Linked DNA regions of Ovis aries: region 2 is linked to region 1. A link is a contact called in public Hi-C data. All regions are on one chromosome and are shown on one strand. The core of a region is the stretch at or near the end of the contact, and the rest is flanking DNA. Distances in the headings are between cores, read along the strand shown.

What was found. A called contact is a pair of places that touch in the nucleus more often than the background predicts.
Region 2: a contact with region 1 is called in a Hi-C map of liver, with 2.1 times the contacts expected there. The contact joins two enhancer-like sites. A contact is called at or near these places in 7 of 16 Hi-C or Micro-C datasets (hypothalamus, liver, mixed tissues and 3 more).

What each region holds. Positions count from the first base shown.
Region 1 is chr11:33,950,897-33,956,187 of ARS-UI_Ramb_v3.0, forward strand. GRAP (GRB2 related adaptor protein) reads left to right here. Exons shown (of 4, transcript XM_060394842.1): 2 at 747-844. Among named protein-coding and RNA genes, the nearest start is that of GRAP, 7.9 kb to the left of the region's middle. Within about 2 kb of position 2,600, at least 6 of the 54 cell types and tissues checked have an H3K27ac peak or open chromatin away from gene starts, as enhancers often do. A contact at or near this core is called in liver, where this site is marked.
Region 2 is chr11:33,997,239-34,002,555 of ARS-UI_Ramb_v3.0, forward strand. All of the region lies in intron 9 of SLC5A10 (solute carrier family 5 member 10), which reads right to left. All of the region lies in intron 3 of FAM83G (family with sequence similarity 83 member G), which reads left to right. Among named protein-coding and RNA genes, the nearest start is that of FAM83G, 18 kb to the left of the region's middle. Within about 2 kb of position 3,628, at least 14 of the 54 cell types and tissues checked have an H3K27ac peak or open chromatin away from gene starts, as enhancers often do. A contact at or near this core is called in liver, where this site is marked.

The DNA.
Region 1 (5,291 bases), core at 1,350-3,849:
GTGAAGAGTGAGGGGGTCCTGCTCACCTCCTCTCTGGGCCTGTGCCCTCCTCTGTGAAATAGCTTTTGATGACAGCAGCCCCAGGGGCCGGGGTGAGAAGGGGTGGCCGTGGCGAGCCAGCCCAGCAACAGGGGAGGGAGCCCAGCATCCCGCCGCCACCCACAGCGGCTCCCACCTACACTGGGGTTTCAGTTCCCCTCGGGCCACCTGCAGGGCGACGTGAAACCTGTGACCCGAGCCTCATCTCAGCCCAAATACCTCCCGTTTGCTCCCCAGGGTCTGAGCCCCCAACCCAACCGTCACCCCTGAGTTCAGACTTGCGGGTTTGTAAATGTGGGTGACCCCAGGTGACCACCACTTGGAGGGGTTCCTCAGACTCCCCCCGCCCCCGGGTCAGCGGAGGCGTCGAGTAGTACCATGGGCCCCATGCCCAGGGCCACAGCTCAGGGACCAAGGGGCTGCGGGGTCTGCCCTAACCCCACGGGGTGCTGGGGGTCTGGGTGGCAGCACTTGGATATCCAGCTCCAGCCCCCCGAGCTCAGCTCACAAACCAAATCCTCCTCTATGACCTGTGGGCAGGCCCCCCTCCAAAAAAATGGGGCAGGGAAGATCATGGAATCACACTGGGTGGGGCCAGTGACCTCGCCTTCCTCTGGGAAGCGGGCCCTGGGGCTGGGAAGGGGGCCCCTCAGCAAGGGAAGCCAACACTCCTGGGTGACCAGGAGCCATGTCTCTCCTGCCCACAGATCCTGAACATGGAGGATGACCAGAATTGGTACAAGGCCGAGCTGCGGGGCGCCGAGGGGTTTGTCCCTAAGAACTACATCCGCGTCAAGCCCCACCCGTGAGTAGCTCCCCCACATCCACAGGCCCCCTGCCCCGCTGCCAAATGTCCCCTCCCAGCCTGGCCCAGACAGAGTGACCTGCAAGGCCTCACCTCAGCCTCCCTCCATCAGTCTGGAGCCCCCTGTCTGTACCCTGAGCAGAAATGGGGGACAGAGGTGTGATGACTTGTCCCAAGTGGTGGTAGTCTGGGCCAGTCCAGGCCACAACACCGAGGACCTGGGACACCAGAGAGCAACTGGGCCCTGGAGAAGACGGGGCCTGGGCACTCAACGGTGGGCCCACCGGCTGCGGCGTGGCCTCAGGCAGGCCCTGGCTCTCTCTGATCTTGTTTCTCTGTCTGCAGTCCAAGGAGGGCCAAGGCTCCACTCGTGGGGGGTCCTAGGAGCCTGTGCGGGGGTGGGAGTGAGGGGCCAGGAAGGAGAGGGGCAGGAAAGAGGCAGCCCTGAGGGCCCTGCCACTGGAGCAGGGGAGTGGGGGGAGCTGGACACTGGCCAGGTAGAGCTGGGACAGGGCAGAGCAGGAGTCAGGTGTGGGGCCCAGGCAATCCCAGGCCTGGGAACTGCTGGCCCAGGGAAGTCCCTGGTCAGGCCTTCAACGTTGAATGCCCTAGTCTCAGCCCCGGGACAGGTCTAAGTGGTCAAGAATCTGTGAAAAACCAAGTGGATATGCGTGGAGTGAAGGCTGAAGTAGCCTTGAGACACAGTCATTCACCAAACACTGGCTATGGCCCCAGGGACCCAGCCCGGGTGATGCTGGAGACACGTGTTGAGATGCTCGGGTCAGAGCACCCATGTCCCAGGGAGAGACAGGAGGTAAAGAAAGAATGACAAGAGAAGGCAGTCAGCACTGAGATAACTAACCAGGGAGGCCTTCTCGGAAGAGGTGACAAACTGAGGTTTTGAAGGATGTGTGTAGGAGTTAGCTGCGTAGAGTCAGAAAAGGGCATTCCTGGGAGAGGGGCAATAAGAACCCCTGGCTGTGGGCCTGCCAGCGGGGCCTCAGAGCCTGGGTGGAGGGTGGGAGGAGCCACGGATGGGTTTCAGCGTGGATGGGGGTCCTGATGCGGAGGCAGGTGACAGGGCTGGGAAGGCTAGAGGGGGCAGGCTGGGAGGTGTGACATGTGTGTGGTTGTGGGGTGAAAGGAGAGCAAGGTGCAGGGCCAGGGTGGGGCCTGGAGGCTGTTTCCTCTTTATCTGTCTTTGAGTTCTTTCCAAAGCTGCCACCACCTCCGGCTTCCTGTGTTGGGCAAGGCCTCTACCCACCTAGCTCCCCTGTCTGGGCTCCAAGCACTCCCACCCCACGACAGATCCTATAGCCTGGACTCCAGGCCTGCAAGGTCTCTGGGCTGTGTGACCTTGATTTCCTTAAAGGGAGACAGATGGAGAGAACCTGCCAGGGCCACCAGCCAGTGCCAGGTCAGTGAAAGGCACAGTGGAAGTGGGAGCCTCCAGGTGGAGGCTGTGGCCCAGCGAAGGCTGCGAGCCTAGGAGGTTGGAGGCCACTGAGAAACCCAAGTAGAGGCTTTGGTTTACTCAGAAGGAAAGAAAAGCTGATGGATTTCAGGGCCATGCCCTTTGGCGCAATATGGTGGTTGAAGCCAGTCTCCAGCAGGGTGGGTAGCAGCCGTGGAAGGTTCCATGTCTGATGGCCCTGGGGTCCCTGGGACAGATCAGGGACCAAGGGCATTTCCCCCACCTGACTGAGGCCAGGTCCAGGTGCGTTCTGGGCTAACTTCACCCTTGCCCTGGCTCTGAAATAGCAGTGGGGAAAGTCCAGCCAGCTACTGACTCAGCCCCTGGGGCTCCAGTGCAGGACGTGGCAGGGCAGGGTTCTCGGGGGGGGGCCCTGATCACCACCACCACCCTGCAGCCCAGGGAGCCTGGGGCAGGTGTGATGGAGGCCATCTACTCCCAGGGCCTCTGGGCATCGCAGGCAGGGTCCATCGAGGGTCTGACCCCGTTGTGTGGGGGTCTAGGAGTGCATGGTCTGCTGGGCCGGGGAGGTAGAGTAGAAGTTTGCCAGGAGTGTGGGCAGACCAGCTAACGGTGGGGGAGGTGGGGTCCGCATGGGTGAAGGTCGGAGCAGTGGCGGTAAACCCCTGCAGGTGGCGGTGCCCTCGTCCTCCCAATGGCCCTGCGAGCTGGGTGCTCTCGTCAGTGTCTTGTGGGCCAGGAGATGGTGGCACAGAGACGAGTGGCCTGTCCAGGGTCAGAGACGGAGGGAGGTTTGCCTCAGGTACTGTGGGCCTGGGCTATGCCCACCAGGACGAAGTTGGGGAAATTTGCCGGGCAAATCTTGGGAGAGGACCTCTGCTCCTTCTTGGGCCTCAGTTTCCACATCAGTAAAATGGGGGCTAAGTGAGGAGTGAGGTGGGTTCTGGGGGTGTCAGGATGGGGAGGCTGGTTTCTCCCATCCTGTCCTTTGAGCCACTGAGGACCAGGAGGGGGCTGGGCAGCCTCCTCAAGACTGCGGTTGCAAAAGCCTTTGAGGGTGACGGCCGCCCACACACAGACGCCTCCTGTGGGGTTTTGTGGGTTCTTCAGAGACACCGGGGTCGGGAAACGCCCACATGGGGCCCCACTGGACCCCTGCTCCCCCGTGGCAGCACCTACACCTGTTCCTGCTGGGGGCTTCCCGGAGGAGCTCCGTTCCGGGCACCCCCAAGCCCCGGGCCCTCCACGTCCCAGCTCAGCCTCCAGCCTGGAGGTTCCTCCGGGACTCCCAGAGACCCAGGCTGAGCTCTAAGAGGCAGCCTGGAGCCCCACCCTTGGCCGCCACTTCCACCGCCTCCACTCCAGAAAAACCCACCATGAGATGGGCCCAGGCCTCCTCACCCCCTAGCATGGGGGCAGTTGTGGGCTAGAAGCTCACTTTTGGGGTATGGGCTCCCAGGAGTGGCATCTAGAACACAATGTCAGGACCAGGATTTTATTTTGGGGTGGAAAGTGGGGAGGAGACTTGAAACTGCTCCTTCTGGTTGGAACCAGGGTGCCAACGCCATGAGCTGAGCAAGGTGCCTGTCCTGCTCCCCTCGGTCACCACCTGAGACATTGGGGGCCCAACCTGCCCACACACAGGCCGGGCACATCAGTAAAAAGCCCTCGGAGGAGCTGTCAGCACTCACACATGGCAGGCAGGGGAGGGGCAGGTAGGGCTACAGGCAGGACCCTGTCTGCCTGCACCTGAGCCCCTGTGCTGGGCTTGCAGAGCTCTCTGTCAAATCCTGACATGACAGGAAATTCCCGCCTCGTATCCGCCCTGGCGCTCAGACTCAGGAAGGGGAGAAGGGAAACGGCTCAGGGAAGGGAGGCTTGGCGGCCTCGGGGCGCCAAGGTCTCACGGTGAGATTCCGGCCACACTGGGCTTTGGTTTCCCCATGTGAACATCAAGAGTGGACTAAAACCCTGGGGCTGAGAAGCCAGCTGGAGATCACCTGGGCCCTCTGAGGGTAGGTGATTCCCAAAGAGCCAGACTCTGCCAGACTGCCTGGTGCATTTACAAGGAACCTTCTATATACCCAGTTCTGTTTGGTCAGAAGGAAGAGGGACTTGAACCTGTGAGGAAAAGTCCAAGTGGCCTCAGTCTGTGCATCTGTGAAATGGGTACAGGGAGAGACTCTTCCTCGCCAGAGCAATATTTCTCTTTGGTGGTGGTTTACTCGCGAAATTGTGTCTGACTGAAAAAAAGACAAAATAAATTGTGTTTGACTGTTCACAATCCCACAGATTGTAGCCAACTAGGCTGTCTCTGTCCATGGAATTCTCCAGACCAAGAATACTGGAGTGGTTTGCCATTTCCTTCTCCAGAGAATCTTTCCTACCCAGGGACTGAACCTGGGTCTCTTGCATTATAGGCAGATTCTTTACCATCTGAGCCACCAGGGAAACCCGTTTCTCTCTGGTCATCTTTAAAATATTTTTTCACTTTTAAGAACCTACAATAGGAAATGTAAAAGCCCAGGTCAGGGTGGCTGGGTCAGAGTTCACTGAGGTGTGTGTTTGCCTGAGTCTGTGCTCATGTTAAGTCACTCAGTTGTGTCTGACTCTTTGTGACCCCGTGAACTGTAGCTTGCTAAGCCCTGGGATTCTCCAGGTGAGAATACTGGAGTGGGTTGCCATGCCCTCCTCCAGGGGATCTTCCCAACCCAGGGATCGAACCCGAGACTCTTGCGTCTCCAGCATTGGCAGGTGGGTTCTTTACTACTAGCGCCACCTGGGAAGCCCCGTGTGTTTGTTTGGTGTGTTGGCAAAGGTTTGTGCTCGGGAGGCAGAATGCTGGGACTAAGTACAGCTCCTGTCTGCCACCATCTGTGACCTTGGGTACATGACTTCTGCCTCTCCGGGCCTTAGGTTGATAGTCTGTAAAGTGGGTGCAGTCGCACCTCCTGTGTCCAGGACTGCTGGGAGGACCTGGCTGTGATGGGTGCCCGGCACTGGGCAGGGTGG
Region 2 (5,317 bases), core at 2,378-4,877, 47 kb after region 1:
CAGGGAGGAGGCTAGTCTGTGCAGAGGCTCCAGTGCCCCTGCTCTTTCAGTAGGGAAACCCTAGATGCAGGTTCCTGGAAGTGTCTGGAGCTCCCGGAAGTGGGCAAGTGGGACAGGCCATCTAGACCAGACTTCCCAGGACGCTGAGGGAAACTGAGGCCAGAGGGAGCCTGTGACTCGCCCAGAGGCATTCCACCAAGTTGGAGCTGAACTTAAAAGCCAGTGATGGGAGGTCGGCGGAGACGGGGCCATACACCCTTGGTGCCCAGTGTCCTGGACTGAGGCTGCACCTGGCAGGGGGTCACCCTGGTATTGGCCATGCAGCTGCCAACCTCCTGGTGTGAGGCCCACCTTCCAGAGCCTCCAGGGCTCCATGGCCACCAGGATGCCTCGCTGGGTGGTTTGAGGGTGAAAGCAGATGAATGATGGCTCTGAAGGTGCTCTGAGCGACGGGTAAACACATGGCTGCGGCAGCAACAGGAGTTACAAACCCCGGGCCCTGGGCCGAGGGCAGGAGGCTGGGAGTGAGGCTCCAGCCCAGAGCGTGGCCCAGCCTGCCCCCTCCCCCCTCCCTGCTCTGCAGAAGGTGGCGGGTCCACAGGGTGACACACTCTGGAGCTAAACACTGTGGGTCGACGGGGTATTTTCACTGGAAGGAATGTGTGACCCTGGCCGCCTCGTTCTCGCCTCTGAGCCTGCCCCCTCCCAGCTCGGGCAGGTAGCCAAAGGCTCCTGTGGGCCCAGCCCTGGCCAAGTGTCACCTTGTCGAGAGCCTGCCTCCCTGCCCGCAGGCTGGCTGTGCCCAGACCTGTCCCAGGAGCACTTCCTTTGCCGGTAATCCCGGGGCCCGCCCTCGGGCTCGCCGCCCCTGCCCAGCTCTGCAGTGACCTGCCCTCAGGTCATGGGACCCAGGGTGCAGGTTGTCCCTGCTAGGGTCATACGCACGACCATGGACGTGCTGGGCACCAGCCTGAGGGCAACGCCAGGAGCCAGGCCTGGGCCACAGCACTGCCCTCTAGCACTATAACCTTGGGCAGAGACACTGAGGTCTCTGGGCCTCAGCCTTTTGGTCTGAAAATTGGGAATATTGTCACTTATTTGGCAGGGCTTCCATGAAGAGTTAGGTAGGCCTGTGGGGGCAGGGCACTGGGTGCTGAACTTCCTTCCGTCCTGTCTGCAGTTGGGGCAGCCGTGGCCCCAGCTCTGGTGTGAGTGCCATAGGGCTCCCTGCGCCCCTCTGAGCTGTGGTCTGGCTGGTGACCCCTCACGTCTAGCTCTCAGGGCAGCCCCCTAGCTGAACCCCTGAGCTGACACAACACAGTCTGAAAACAGCTGCAGTATTGCTTGGACTCAGCCCACTCCCAGGAGGTGGGAGGGTTGGCGCCAGCCCCTCCCCAGCCTGAGGCTCCCAGCTGTCTCCAGACCCCCGCCTGCCTGCTCAGCTGGGCCCTGACTCCCCCAGGCCCAGGGGACGTCGGCACAAGTGCCCACACTACACATGGGAAACAGGCCTTGAGAAGACAACCCCAGCCTCTGACCCCATGCCCAGGGCTGGGGACATCTAGGGTGACTCGGTGCTAAGGGGTGCCCAGGCCAGGGAGCCAGGGCTCATGGTTACCACTTAGGATGGCACCAGAGCTGTGAGATGCCTGGCTGCTTGGAAAAGATAGCTGGCTTTGTGCAGCTGAACTGGAAAAACCAGCAGCCGCCTGGGCGAAGGCTAGACCCATTTCTGAGGAACAAAGGAACCCCAGGCAGGGTGGCCATGGGAAGGTGCCGGGTGAGGGTGTACGGATTCCAGCTCCTCCTGGACAGGCTGGTCCCCGCCCTCTCCTGGTACTAGGGCCTCCCCTTCTCCTGACCTGCTTTCTCAGACCCTGGCCTGGCTCTGCAAGGGACTCAGGGCACTTTTTGCTGGCCGTGACCCGGAGGGCACTATGATACCTGCATCTTGCAGGTGGCGGCCAGAGATGCTGCTCAGCGATCGCAGGACAGCCCCCAACAGAGAACTGCCTGGCCTAGCATGTCACGAAGCCAATCGGCTTGGCCCCAGGGAGGAGCCAGGAGCACCCCACCCCTGCTCTGTCCCCTGCCCCCAAGGTTGCATCCCATCCCAGCTTCACTATTCTGGGGGATGCCAGGGGGAGTATTGGTTCCCCATGCCTCATAAAACAGACCCTTTAGAAGAAGGCACCCGGACACAGCTGTCTGTCCCCAACCTGGCCTGAACTTGCTGTCACCCGTCAGGCCTGCTCAGGGTGGTCTCAGGACCTCCCCATGGCTCCTCCAACCCAAAAAGTGCCAGCAGGGCCTGGAGGGTGAAAGCCGCAGGGTGCAGGTGCAGGCTGTCCTCAGTCCCTAGGGGCTGGACCCTGTCCTCTGGGAGGCCTTGGGCAAATCAGTCTGCTCCCTGAGCCACCTGACCCTTGTGTATGGCCAAGCATCCCTGCCTCCCTGGGCCCGAGTCCACACCGTTCCAGATGTTTTCCACTCCTCTGTGTCCCTCCTGCTCCTTCTTTCTGAGTGGAAGGGAGAGAGAAGGGAGATGCCACTCCCATTGCACTGCATGGCACAGCTCCCCTTGTCCCCTCCAGTTTAGGGAGCAGCACTGAGCACCTAGCCCCTCCCCCTATGCACTCAATCTTCACAGCATCAGGGGGTGGACAGGCCCATTTCACAGCTGAGAACACTGAGGCGGGGGGAGGCCAGCTTGCATCCCTTTGCACCAGGACTTGGGCTGTGTTTGACCAGAGCTCAAGAGTGACCCACTTGCTCAGAGAGGGGGGTCTGGGCTGGTTCCCCCGCCTTCCACCAGCCCCATGTGTACACAGGAGACTCCGTGGAGCCCTCGTGCCCAGCACACCCTGCCCTGTTCATCCACCCTTGGGGCGGTGGCACCCTTGGGGCGGTGGATGAAGCTCTGCCCAGCCATCTTCCTCTTTTGACCCATCACTGCCCCCGCACGTATCAGGAAATAGGCTCCCAAGGATCCGGGGATCACCCAGGGCCAGGGCAACCCATTTGTGTCCCCCGCCTGCTGTGTACTCTGCTGGGGGCATCCCAGGCTCAGAGACAATGCGGCTTTGTGGATCCTCCACTTCTGCTCGCCCGAGCCCTAGCTCCTGAGACGTTACCTCATCTGGGCCCGGCCCCACTGGATGGGACCGGACCCACCCCCACCCAGGACCAAACAGCCAGGCGCTGCCATGCGGGGGAGCCACCACAAGCCCCTGCCTGCTGCTGGGCCCCAGGGCTGGACAGGCCTGGAGTGGTAGGCCAGGCCCCCATCATGCAGTCAGGGAAACTAAGGCCCAGAGAGGGTCAGAGTCACTTAGAGTCATACAAAGCATCGGGCGAAGCTGAGGCCTGCCTCCCCCACGGATTGAGTCACTCTGAGCTGTAGGTGGTGACCTTCTGAGCCCTTCATGGGACAAGCTTTGGGGAGGGTGGGGGCAGACACTGGTGGGAGGGGAGTCCTGGCTGGGAGGGGAGTCCTTCAAGTCCTCAGTCCTTGAAGGCTGAGGAGAAGCTGCGGCCTGAGAGTGCCAAGCTCTGGGCCAGGAACCCACAGAAGCTGTGGAGCAGGGCTGCGGTCAGGCACAGGCGACAGGGGAAGGCCTCACACCGCCTCCAGGAGCTTTGTTCAGACTTCTGGTCCCTGAGCCTGTTTTGTGTTTGGTGCAAAGTCACGGGCACTAATTGTCCTGGGCCGCGGCCAGCTTCCTGCTGAGCTGGCTGTATGCAGACAAGCAGTGGGGGAAGCCAGCCTGGGAGCAGAGGTTTATCTGCCTTCTGGGCTGGGCTGCACGGCCAGGTGGGCATCCCCGGAACCTGCCCCTCAACCTCTGCAGGTCCTACCCTGGGGCTCCCCAGGTGAGGGGTCTGCGACCCGTCACAGAAGGGACAGACATGGAGTACCCAGGGCCGAGGGCTGGAGTGGAGATAGCCTCCAGTTCTTTTGTCCAGCCGGACTCAGGCCCACCTCCCTCAGGCACAGAACCCTGCCCCCGCCACTGTCAGCCTTTGCACCCTGTGAATGCATACATTCTTCCTGGATGGACCCCCCGATCCCTACTCTCATTCCTCTGTGGCTCCCTTCTGCCCCATAGGGTCTTTCATCTGGCTGGCCCCACTCTGCAGGCTCCATAGCCCACCCTTCTCCCCCAGAGCCCTCCCGGCTCTCAGTCAGACCTTTGTCGTCCTGAGTCTGGTGTGCCTCACCCTCTGCCCACCCTGACTAGCTCGTCCTCATCTGTCACACATCATCCTGGATGCCAGCCTGCCCTGGAGGCTGCCTACAGCCAGGGTCATTATCCACCTGCTCCCCTCTCTCCAGTACGGGGTTGTTGTCACGGTCACCCCTTTGTGGGCTGGGGACCTTGGCAGGGATCAGTGAATGACTTAGTAAGCTGTCACTGGGCGAGGGCAACAGATGGGGGTGTCGCAGAAGGTGTGACAGGCCAGCACCCCCGGTGTGAACAGGGCCCCCCCGGAGGGAGTAAGAAGCTAGTCACTGGGGCACGCAGAGGATTTCAGGCTCAGATTCCCTGGGGCTTGTGTTAAAAATGGAGTTCCTGAGCTCAGCCCTCCAGAGTGGGAGCTGGGACAGTCGCGAGCTGGGCGATGCTTGCACCCCCTGAGCCCGTCTGCCTCTTGCCCTGAGGTTTCACGTCAGGGTGCCCTCAGTTGTCCTTTCAACCCCCAGGTCTCAGCCAGGCCTGCCCTGCCCACCCTGGGGTCTCCCCACCACTGGGCTTTCATGCCTGCTCTCCCCTCCAAACAGGAAGCTCTCCTGATGGGAGGGGAGCCTGTCCCCAGATCCCGGCATATCCACAGACTTGCAGAGAGGGAGGGCTCTGACGCCCAGAGAAAGGCAGGAGGAATCTAGCCTTGACACGGGGCTGGGCTGGACCAGGTCTGCCTCTGACGCCTGGGTGACCCTCTACTCCCTCTGGGTCTTGGCTCCCCTTCTGTGGTCTCTTGGGACCTCTCTGGCCGGCTCCTGAGCTGACTGTGCCAGCCCAGCAAGGAGGGGTATGGCCATTTCCTGAACCACCCTGGGAACCAGGCAGGGGGTTGGCTCTGTGGGAAGAGGGGGAGGTTGCCAGTATCCTTGCCTCCAGGGCTCAAGGAACAGGGACACCGTGGTGACAGGGAGATGGGGGTGGGGTGCGGGGGTGGGCACAGCGGTCACCCATGCTGGGAAGGCCACAGATCTGCCTGAGTGCAGGACCCAGGTCCCTCAGGGCAGCCCCATACCCCACTACACAGCCCCCAGCCACCCGCTGGACCTTCCTGAAACGTGTCCACCTCCCCC